Linked DNA regions of Zea mays: regions 2 and 3 are each linked to region 1. The links are chromatin contacts, called in public Hi-C maps. All regions are on one chromosome and are shown on one strand. The core of a region is the stretch at or near the end of the contact, and the rest is flanking DNA. Distances in the headings are between cores, read along the strand shown.

Region 1 (3,951 bases), core at 1,009-3,508:
CTATAGTCTTGAGGATTACTATAATGATCTCACGTGACAGGATAGATAGATATATATACGTACCGACTTTGCAAGTTGCTTGAGCTGTCGTTACCATTCACATCCAAGAGAACATGGGAGCCACGTCACCAAAATCCGCAACGCACATGTGTTAGAAACATGAACTCAACTACTCCTGAGATCCTTGACACACGGCTAGCTAATTTAGTTAGCTGGCCACAGCCATGGTGTGCTTCGGAAACCGTGTAGTCGAGCTCTCATCACGCCGCAAATGGCTCCACGAGACGAGTACGTGTACGTATACCACTGATTAGCAAAAGAGAGAAATAAAAAATGGACACACCTCAGCTATAACGAGACAGGGATCAAACTGCGGTGGTGCCAGTGGAAGCCCATGTTCGGTTGTTGTTCCAACCAACGGAAACGGCCGTACCGACGGAATACTTAAGACAACAACCAGCCAGATTTTTTTTAAAAAAAAAAGGCAGGAAAAAAACAAATGCACGTTGAATGGTTTTTTCTTTCGTTTTTAATCCAAGTTGTCTATCAATTTGAGGATTTCAGTTTCAACGCTGACAAAAAATAAAGCACGTTTGAATAACGTGGTTATTGTCAAAGGATGCCTTTCCAGAACGTCAATATATACTTTCGTGCCCACCCAATCACATATATATAATAACATTAAAGAACACTGCAGCCCAAACTCTGAGAGAAAACGCTACAGACGATTTTGACCAGACGACATCCAAAAAAAAAATTAACACAGCGAGACGTGTACAGCACACACACTACTGGTTGGATGGATGGGATGGGTATGTGTGGATACAGGTCAGCGTACTGCGTACGTAGCTACATCAACCGGATTTTTTGAGAGGTGCAAAATTTAAGTGCGATAGACTAGTTCCACAATAGTTCAACTAGCCTGTATAGAACATCTCGAGTACTACGAAATGCATTTTGCATATATACTACTGTGGCTGCTCTTAAAAAAAAGAAGTTTTCTTTTTTTTCCCTGGAAGAAACCGAAGACTTTAACTACTTCTTGGGAGTTGGAATGTCTATCTTCTATACTGCATGATTCATTACCTAAGATTTGCGCGAAATGGTAGCTTTGTCGCTGTGATAATTCATTGTTTTAGGACTCTTTGGCAGTATTAGGGTTTCTTAGAGACAGTGAAGAGAATCCACCTCTTGATAACTTCAGCTTCTGGCAAAAAAAAAAACAGTTTTGACTCTGCCATTTTTATTTTGTTAGTTTCAGGAATTATCCTGCTACACAATGGTATATACTCTCTCTATTCTTTTTTATTTATTGCGTTTTAGTTAAAAAAATAAACTAGCCAACGATAAATATTATTGAACGGATGTAATACTTATTAGGTAGTGTTTTTTATTAAGCCTGTGAAAAAACATAAGAAAATTCTTGTCGGAAATTACATTGGCAATCTAAATTTTTAGTTACTCCGCACCTAAAAAGGGATTTTAACCATTTGTCCAAATATATCATACTTATTTGGGAGAAATATATCTATTTAAATACTAAGGGCTTGTTTGTAAGCAAGGATATTGAAGGGATTAAGAGGGTCAAAATTCTCTACTATTTAAATTTAAATATTAGAAAATTCTAGCCCCTCAATTCTCTTACTTCCATTCCAAACAAGCTTTAAAGAGTGTTTGGATTCGCTGCTGTAGCTTACCTAGCTTGTCCTAAGGCTATGCGCAACGCTGCCCCCTTGGTAGCCCCCTCCTCTTGCATGTGGCGCGTAGGGGCACTTTATGGCCGCAGCGGTGTCTCCTACGGCGCCCCTACGCGCCGATCCTCTTCTCTCTCCCCCAGATATAGCGTGTCACTGTTCATCCCCAAACACTGTGCTGTGGGTCCACAAGTAATTGTTAGTAGATAAAAAATTGATAGTTGGTATAGAAAATAATATTTTATAGTGGTAGTGGGATATAAGGGTAGTATTTAGGGGGAACTGTTGCGGGAGATAAAAAAAATAGGAGGGAAAAGTGATATAGGGGAAAAATTTAGAGGTAATAAGGGAAACAAAAATCTGAATCTGTTTTGTATATGTAGCCGAGGAGCTCCACCTTAGGAAATTTAAAAAATATACTATAATAAAAAATCCTGATTTTGTGTAAAGCCTAATTACGCGGGGTGGACTATTATAACGGTAAAACAAAGCAAGGCGATCCTAGTAGTACAAAACTCTGCTCGCTCGCTCGCTCGCCCTTTCTCTGTCCACACTTCTCTCATTCTCTGAGTTCTCTCTCCTCTCCCCACCTTCTCTCTCCTCTCCCCACGAACCGCGCCACCTTTTCTGACGCCGCATCATCGGCGACTTCATCGCCGTCGACAAGACGCATCAAGGCAGTGCCTGCTACTCCCGCCTCCGCATTCTTGCCCCACGGAGCGTGCTCCTGCTCTCGGCCGCCGTCCTGGTGCTGAACAGCTGACACAGCCGGAGAGATCCGCCCGGCCTCGGATCCGTTTCTTCTCCTGCTGGTGCCTTGGTGGTGAGTGAACCTAGCTTCCTTCTGCCGGTTGATTCGATCTAGGAGCTCCGTTTGTTCTTGGGGGCATTTACTTTGCCGTGGCCGTGGTCCGTGAGCAATCAAATCCAAATCTGTCTCCCTTTCGATTTGTTTGCTGCGGAGTGCGGAGTGCGGAGGGTGACGCGCTGCTAGCTCTTAATCTCTCTGCTTGTTTCTCCTTCAGATGCTGATGCGGACTCGGGACTCCTACGGAGAGCTGAGGTGACCTTGTTGAGTGTGCCCTTACCCAGCGCCGCCTGCCTCCGAGCCGAGATCTCCTCCGCGCACCCCGGCATTCTCTCTCTCTGTCTCTGGTGCCGACGACCGCGCGGCCGACCCCGCCCTACGCCAGGTGCTCAGGTCTCCATCTTCGGGACCTTCGCCGGCGACGAGCACCCGCCCAGGTAGCCCACCCCTTCTCTTCCGTTCCTGTCTTGCGAAACCGAGCTCCCGAACCCAAACTCTTTGTGTTCGGATCTGATCTCATGCGGTTACAAGTCCAGTATAGATGTATTTTGCCTACAAACTTCATTTTTTTTGGAAAAAAAATGTCTTTTGCTGGGTCCGACCGTGCCGCGGAAGCGCGGAGAGTGCTGCGCTGCTAGCTCTTAATCTCCACCGTACCTCTTCTAGCTTCTTCGTTTTCTGCCATATGCGCTAGGCAAGATCGATCTAGCCAAGCTGCCGATGCGGTTCGTTTTCCAGAAGTTTTGGGGGATTCAGTTCGAGTTCAATGCCCACAAGTGATGAGCAGCATATTCTTGTTCTTGCCTATTACCGATTGTTTTGCTTCCCTTTTTCTCGAGATGGGATTTCAGTTTTGCATGCATGCGATCTGAAAATTGTGAACATACTTTTTACTCAGGTCAACATCATGATGGCTACTTTGGGGAGGAAGAAGCGGCAAGCCGCAACAACCTTCATCGTGCTTTGCATCTTGTCATCCTTCTACATCTGCAAAGCGCAGTTCACGCCTGCGGACAGCTACCTTGTTGACTGTGGGTCCTCCAAGAGCACAATGGTTGGCCAGAGGACCTTCACAGCGGATGGCGCATCTCCGGTGAAGGTGTCCACCTCCCAGGATATACTTGCGGGCACCTCAGCAAACGGGGTGGCCTCTTTTGATAACTCGGCGCTGTACCAGACTGCCCGGATCTTCACCGGGCCATCATCCTACACTTTCCCTATCCAGAAGCAGGGCCGGCATTTCGTCCGGTTTTACTTCTTCCCCTTCACCTACCAGAGCTATGATCTTTCACTTGCCAAATTTACTGTGTCCACCCAAGATGTTCTCCTGCTTAGTGACTTCCAGCAACCAGACAAGACCGCACCCTTGTTCAAGGAATACTCACTGAATATCACCCGCGACACGCTCGTGATTTCCTTCAAGCCGTCAAATGGAATTGCATTTGTCAA
Region 2 (3,951 bases), core at 551-3,050, 230 kb before region 1:
ATGGATGGAGGCAGCTGCAGCCTGCAGGTAGGGATGGCAACGGGGAATTCCCCGCCGGAGAATAGCTCCCCATCCCCGTCCCCGCGACGAAATTTTTTCCCCACGGGGATCCCCACGAACGCTTGCGGAGAGCATTTCTTCCCCATCTCCGTTCCCCGCAGGGATAAATCCCCAACGGGGATCCCCATCACCGTTTAAATTATAATTAAGACATACATTCTTTGTTATTAATGTTAAACATTATCACTTATACACATTGTGAGATGTAAGAAATCATTATGCATACATCAAAATGAACACATTTGTACAATTAGTGGTCTCTTGACAAGGTAATTATTTCTTTTTGTCGTTAACTAGTACAAAAAACAGTCATATGCAAGTTTAACGGTCCCCGCGGAGAACAGGGACGAGGAATGCTTCCCCGTACTCATCCCCGTTTACCTGTCGAGGGATAAATTTTCTCTGTTTATATTTCCGCGGTGGAAGTTTCTTCCTTATCCCCATTCTCTAATGGAGAAATTCCCCGCGGGAATCCGAAATCGAGTCCCCGTTGCCATTCCCGTAGGTGATGATGGCGTAGAACCCCAGGACGACCTGCTGCTTGCATTTTGAGGCTTTCTCCAGCAACGTCCCCTAAAATTCATCCCCTAAAAGAATATTCTGTGTCCTTTACAGCACACTCTAAAAGATTTTGTCCTCTATATTTCCGTCATCTCCAGCAATGTTCCCTAAATTCAGTCCTCTATATCTACAGTGTGCCAGATTTAAAAATCCTTTCTAGCAAAAATGAATTAGGAACTAATTAAAAAATTACATTTTGTATCCTACATTACTACTCGTGTTTCTATAAGGAAAAGGTTATCCGACATTTTTTTAAAAAATACATTACATCGTTCATGTCTATAGACTATAGTGCTCAACATTTCCTTGAGTACCAGTCAAGCGTCCGCGATTTCTACGCCGAGGTAGTTGAGGAACACGAACACTAGGAGCTCGGCGTCGCCATTGGCGACAAGCATCATGAGGTCCACCTTGCCAACGTCGTCCCCAGCCGCCGACCTCCCATCATCCCTCGTCTACTCCCTCTCGACCACGCCGCATGCGTTGTACTACCCATGGCTCGGACGCGTAGCTTGGCGATGGTTAACATCTTCTGCTCCATGGGCAGGGGCAGGGACGGGGAAGGCGGCGAGGCCGTCGAGCTCAGCATCATCGAACGACTTCGACGACGACAACGAGCAAGCGCGGGAGAGAATGGAAGGAGTTGGCGTGCGTGATTGAACAGTGCATAGCGAGTGTCGTATGTCCGCCAGAAATAGAGGGAGAGAGAGAGTCGCTATAATATAGAGGATGATTTAGCGTTTGTTGCTGGACGCTTACATGACATATATGTACGCTATATTTAGGGTAGAGGATATTTTACCGGCTCTGTTGGAGACAGCCTGAGGCCTTGTTCGTTTGTATCGGATTGGTGGGTCGGAACGATTTCTAACCGGATTGTTTCTCTAATTTATATAAATTTTGATTAACTGGAACGATTCCGGGTGCAATCCGACAAAAACGAACAAGACCTGATTGGGCCGTATTTTACTTGTTGGGCTGGATCTAGACCGTGAGAACCAGGTCGTCAAGAGATGAAGACGTATGGAACACACTGGCCATTGGATTTTCAGCGGATGGCACTGATCGTGTGACTGCAGAGACGAGTCGATGAGTGCGACTGCAGACAATCTTGTTTCCTTCTCTCCCCTCCCCAAACCCCAGCGCGGCCTCCGCCACCGCGTTCCGGGACGAGTCACCGCTCCGTCGGCACGGCAGCTTGCTCCAGCCCACGCCACGCGCTACGTCGTCGCGGTCGATCCTCCCGTGAGGCAGCCGTGTCGCTAGGCACCGCCTATTTCTCGAACAAAGTCGCTCGCTACCATGGCGGCAGCATCCGCCGCCGAAGCTAACAGCGTGAGCAATGACGAATTCCTCGTACGGTACGCAAAGCTTCTAGATGCCTCTCGCCAGCTTTAGCGCCCAAAGCAAAATTTGACCTGGGCGTTTGTTGTTTGCAGCGACGACGTGCCGGGGCTGCTCGCCGCTCTCAAGGAGATGAAGGACGGACTGGACCTCGTCAGGGGCAAGGTCGAGGCCATCACCCGGAAGGTAATCCAGTCATGGTTCCCCCCTCCAAGCTTCCTTCGCCTCTCCCAGTTTCTTAAACCTCCAATTGGGTACGATGGTGGGATGAACCCTGGTTCGCTCTCCTCGCGTGTCGATAGGTCAAGGCGAACCAGTTGCCGGCGGGCAACGGGATCGGGTACCTAGAAGCGAAGAACCACATGCTTCTTGGCTACTGCCAGGACATCGTCTACTACCTGCTCCGCAAGACCAAGGGGCTCTCGGTGGATGGCCACCCCGTTGTACGGAGCCTTGTCGAGATTAGGCTGTTTCTGGAGAAGGTTTGCTTGTGCTTCTGATGCCGATTCTTCATTTCCCTACCCCGTTTGCTAGAGCTACTGCTGCTGCGGCGGCTGTTTGGTAGATTCGTCCGAATGACAAGGTCACCGCGCTTTCTGTTGAATTTGGCGTGGTAGATTCGTCCGATTGACAAGAAGGCAGAGTACCAAATCCAGAAGCTCACCAATGCCGCTGACAATGCAACTGCTCGAGAGAAGGCAGGAAATGCAGAGGTGAAGGGGAAGGACGGGCATTCGGATGAGGAAGACCTCCTGATGTATAGGCCAAACCCAGAGATGATGGACACAAAGCCTGGTCCTGATGGGCAGGTGATGCTTTTCACTTTCTTAATGATTCTATACACTTGTTACATTGCTAAAGAGATGCCAGATGCTTCCTTTTATATTAATTAATAACTTGTCTGCACTTGCAATATTGGAACAAATCAGTTGGTTTAGCACAAATATCAATAAGTGCAATGTCATTCACGTGAACAGATTTTCCCATCTTTCCTGCTACTGCAGCACGTCCTTTGTATTATAGTTGTCATTTCCAACAATCAATCAACATCCCTTCTCGTTTCAAGAATTTTAGTTGGCATCCGTATACTGCTGAATTTGATACGGACATTAATTCTTCATATCCCTTTTGGAATCCACTTTTAGCATTGTGTTTGAGTTGTGCATGTCCCATTTAAAATGTTGTTTTTGTATTCCTTTTAGAATTTTGCATATTCTGTACAAGTGCTAAATGCAAAAATTCTCATTAATACCTGTCATTCAAACTCACCATTTCCTGAAGTAGTGAGGTTTGTCTCCCAGTTCATGTGGCATATATCAATCTATACCTTCTGCTGTCCTGATGTATAATCACTTTATTTCAGGACACTGATGGTGTTTACCGTCCTCCAAAATTTATGCCTACTAGCATGGATGATGAAGAGAAACGTCATAAAAAAGATTCAAGGAGAGATAAAGCGATAGCCCGAGTGGCAACAGAAAATCCTTATATTAAAGAGATAATTGATGATGCTGCAGATAGACCTGAAGAGGTTTGCTTAACTTTTGCTCTGAAAATTTATTTAGCAGGCTATCTTGGATACAGAGTACAGTATGTGCTGTGTATTTTCATGTTAAATAATCGTTCTGGAATTTGCAGTGGAAGGAAACAGTGGGCGATGAAAGCAGGGAATTTGGGAGGTACATGAGACAGAGAGAGGAGCAAGAGAAGCAGGAAGAGGAGTTGTTCACTCGGGCTCCTGTTACTAAACGTGATAAGCAGATGGAGAAGCGCATAAGGAGACAACTTCATGGGTATGTTGAGATAGTTTTTCTTCTTGTGCTGCTCATCGTCTGTGTAAACACACAATCGACTTTGATCAACTATGAATATTATCCGGCACTCGATTTGCCCTTTGGGATTTTCAGCTTGTCTTAATATCCAACTTACACCACCAACTGATATCTGATTCCGACAAACAGGCTAGGAGGCTTAACTGACGGTTTC
Region 3 (3,951 bases), core at 595-3,094, 160 kb before region 1:
ACATTAAGTATAATCAAGAGAGTTCCTTGAGAAAAAATATAATCATGAGATGTCAGTAATTTACATAGGACGCCGCATGTAGAAAATGCACTAACCAGAAGTTTCTTTATGTCCAAGTTTTGAAGCAGGCTATAAGCATCCTCACAATAGGTATGGGTCAGGGTTGTGCAAACTGAGCCAACCTATAGGACACCAAATCAAGCATGCTTGTGAAGTAAATGCTGATACCATATACATTATTAACCTATGGAGACACTTGAAAAGTACAACCACACATTATTACCTCAGCTTTTGATTTCAAAATATCTTGCCCCACCACAAGCAAGTTAACTCGCTGGTCCATTATTAGCCCATCCGTGTCAACCTAATTAAGATTCTCGAAATCAGAACCATATATATATTTTTTGTTGCAATGCAATATGTATGCAGCTTGATTGTTCCTTGCAAACTGGACAATAACACATCTTGCATGTCACTGCCCATACAAAACAAATGTGAAAATTTGAAAACTAGACGGAGGGAAACAAGCAAATATAGTTAGCTGCTGGTGCTAATGCACATCGCTCTTATTTAACTCTTTATGATATCTTATGCATAAGTTACTTTATATGTCCCCCCACTTGCGGCTTGGATTCATCTTCCCTTTCTATCGACATATAAGCGCATTATGCTAAAAGCACAGATGTGAAATTCCGAAACCTGTTGGTGTCATGATCACTAAGAAGGACAACCACATGATGCCAATCAAAAAAAATGAGGAAACCCACACTACACGATTGAAATGCATTGTTGTATGTACCCCATCCCTGTTGCCTCTGCCTCAAATAAATGTTCAAGACCTCTGGGACCAAGACAGTTGTTGAATCTATCCGAAACTAATTTCATACTGAACCCCAGCAATTACGGATGTGTTTGGTTTGAGGTCAAAGTAGGATAAGGCCGGAGCGACACCGTCCTCTTAATTTTTTTAAGATCATGACGCCACAAAAAATTGCTCTGGTGTTCAACTTATACCTTATCCCCGAGTGGCTCTTATCCAAACACTGTATAAAATATGACCGCCTCCTTTTATACCTCCTTGTATCCAACCAAACACATAGTACCATTCACGTCATGAAGAGGCACAGTAAGGTCACGTGATGCACCTCGTCGGCGAAGAGCAGCGCTGAGGCGTCGACCCCGACGTGATACAGGAGCCAAGCCGCCTGCCTGCACCTAGCCATCCTGCTCCGGCTCATGTTCACCACCGGCACCGTTGCCTGGCCATCACCCTTGCTGGGAAGCATCCACGCGTAGCATATTGCCGCCACAATCGAGCTCAGACCTTCCAAAGTTCCAAACAAAGATACAATAAATGACGACACAACTCAGATTCAGTTCAAAATTTCAAAAATGGTACCAGAAGCTCAGAAGAAACTTACTTTTGGAGGGGTCGGAGAGCACGAGCTTGGTGGACCTCGACGCAGGGCGGTCCCCTGCCGCTAGGTCAGCGACCATGGCACGCTGTCGACGGAGGAAGGAGTTGAGGCGGGCGACACCGTCACCGGATCCATCGGCCGCGAAAGCGGGGGCGGAGGAAGCGGAGGCGTGGCGGCGGTGGCGAGAATGCGTGGCGGAGATGGGCGAGGTGGAGGTGTATGTGGCGCGACCGAGTGGAGAATCGGGGGTAGGGGCGTCGCGGAAGCGAGACTTGCGCCGAGGGTTTGGGGGTAAGGAGGGGGACGGGGAGGGAGGCGCGGAGGAGGCGAAGGGATCGGAGCGTGGAGGGGACGAGGCGATGGACGCGCGCTGCAGTATCTCGTCGCCGATACCTCCTGGCTGCCAGTGCCTGCAAGCACACACGCGCGGAATATCAGTTTAGCGAGGACGATGACGCTGCAGTTCGCGGCGGGCGCCATGGGTGGAAAATTTTGCACAGAGTGAGGTGTGTGAGATTGCAATTGGGCCACAAAACAATTTGCTAATGCCTATAGGTTATTGGATGGGCTTTCCGGCTATTTGGATACATTAGGTGCCAGTTGATAGCTTATAGCTCATACTAGTATATACTTTGATCTAACTAACGAAATAATAGTTAGTTGATCAGTTAATAACATAGTTTGATCTAACTAGTGACATAGTTGTTAGTTATTTAGTTAATAACAATTAGTTAAATTATTTATGAGATATATTTAGATCTAAGAAGTCAATTATATTATCTCCATGAATAATGCAACGTCTTAATAAAGTGAATCCACTTCAAAGATCAGGGTCATTTAATATAATGATCGGGTATAAAAATCCTCACAAAAGCATAGCTAGACACCCCAGGGCAGTTCCATCACGGCAGTGTACAACCTATATATTATGTTCTCCAAGCATTAGATACACCTAAAAAACGCGTTCATACAACCCAATGTATGTAAGTCTTGTATTTTATTCAATACAACTCATCAAGATACAACTCATTTGTGTGGGTTATATGGGTAGAACCGTATGTGTATCTTAGAATTAGAGAATCGTACTAGAGACGTTCCTTCGTCAAGATACGTCTCTTGTGTATTTTGCATTTACCTCATTAAATACCCTTCAAGATTTAAGTTAAATATGTGGGTTGTATATGCCCTCGGTCTGAGCTATCAACTACCTAAAAATCTCTTGAGATTTGAGTGCTAAAATTCAAAACTATGGTCTCTTTGTCAGGGCTATGATTCACCTAAAAATAACTTAACTCTGTTTCTTTTGGCTCCGGATTCTCTGAAAGAGACCGAGACGTTTTACAGTTCATTTAGTAAAACAATATATCCCGTGTTTCTTTCGTATGGTGTAAAAGAAAAATATAGAAGAAACTAATAGAAATTGAGTTTTTTTTGCTTTGACTCACAACATTAAAACGGCTCTAGCCCTTAAAAAGCTTCTTAACCATTTGGCAAGGCTTCATAGGGCTTGTTTGGTTCAGCTTTTTTCTGACTAACTTTTCTGAGAATCTGGCTGTGGGGAGAATCTGACTGTGTAGAGAATCTGAGTATCATTAGGATTACGTGCGGAGGAAGATAAAGGTGTCCATAAGATTCAGGATGTAGAAAGTGACAGATTACTACAATTGCAACGACTCAACTGATTATGTGTTTATGTTGATTTTGAATGGTTTTAACCAAACGAATTTTATAGAAACTGACTGAAAAGCTGAGCGTTTAGCAGTCCGCATCAGCTTTTGATGGTCAGAAGCTTCAAAAAGCTGAAACAAATAGGGGCATAATAAGTCGGAGTTGCAGCCGTCCAAAGAGCAAGATGGGCCCTATGGTTAAGCAAAGGCGGCTGCGGCTATAGATGGCCAAATGGGACGTGCTTGACGGGCCGGCCCGAAGCATGACCCGTTTAATAGTGCCGGGTCGGACCCGACACGACAGTCGTGCCGTGCTTGGGCCGCTGTCTCGGCCCGCAGTGCCGGCCCGGCCCGGCACGATTATATTTTTTTTATTTTATAAAACATAGTATATATATATTTAGACTTTATATTTTCTATTTACGACAAATGCACTAGAGTTCTACTGGTTAGCCTTTTACATATAGTGCTTTCCTCTTAGAAGAGGGAGGTCCTGGTTCAAAACCCCACTGTGCACAGTTTTTTTGCAGTTTTTCTGATTAAATGGACAACGTGGGCAAATTAAACGGGCCGGCCCGGTACGGCTATCAGGCCGGCGTGCCGTGCCTGGGCCGCATCTGCGGCACGCGGGCCGACCGGGCACGGCCCGTTTAACTGTCGTGCCTAACGGGCCCGTGCCGGGCCGCCCGTTTGGGCACCTATAGCTGCGGCTCATAGAAATGTTTGTGGGTGTTTCGCTTCACCGAGTACGTGAGCACGCGTACATGGTGCACGTCTGCACGGGCGGAAGCGATCTAGTTTTACCTTCTAGCGGACCGCGACATCGGGTCCCGGCGGTCGAGCGTCGGCGTGGGCTCCGTCCCAGA

The links. Hi-C and Micro-C count contacts between places; a contact is called where the count stands out from the background.
Region 2: a Hi-C map of ear shows a contact between it and region 1, with 2.4 times the contacts expected there. The contact joins the promoter of LOC100216589 here to the promoter of LOC100193715 in region 1. A contact is called at or near these places in 3 of 25 Hi-C or Micro-C datasets (ear, leaf and tassel).
Region 3: a Hi-C map of tassel shows a contact between it and region 1, with 3 times the contacts expected there. The contact joins the promoter of LOC100191183 here to the promoter of LOC100193715 in region 1. A contact is called at or near these places in 10 of 25 Hi-C or Micro-C datasets (bundle sheath, ear, endosperm and 4 more) and 2 of 3 datasets of contacts at active chromatin or transcription factors (leaf and seedling).

Annotation. Positions count from the first base shown.
Region 1 is chr9:110,109,139-110,113,089 of Zm-B73-REFERENCE-NAM-5.0, forward strand. It overlaps LOC100193715 (Putative receptor-like protein kinase family protein), which reads left to right and starts at 2,259. Exons shown (of 3, transcript NM_001358871.1): 1 at 2,259-2,517; 2 at 2,720-2,939; 3 at 3,401-3,951. The coding sequence starts at 3,410.
Region 2 is chr9:109,884,367-109,888,317 of Zm-B73-REFERENCE-NAM-5.0, forward strand. LOC100216589 reads left to right here and starts at 1,801. Exons shown (of 7, transcript NM_001143004.1): 1 at 1,801-1,982; 2 at 2,061-2,151; 3 at 2,268-2,447; 4 at 2,583-2,774; 5 at 3,329-3,496; 6 at 3,604-3,758; 7 at 3,927-3,951. The coding sequence starts at 1,924.
Region 3 is chr9:109,952,996-109,956,946 of Zm-B73-REFERENCE-NAM-5.0, forward strand. It overlaps LOC100191183, which reads right to left and starts at 1,845. Exons shown (of 8, transcript NR_158553.1): 1 at 1,422-1,845; 2 at 1,146-1,324; 3 at 284-364; 4 at 96-182.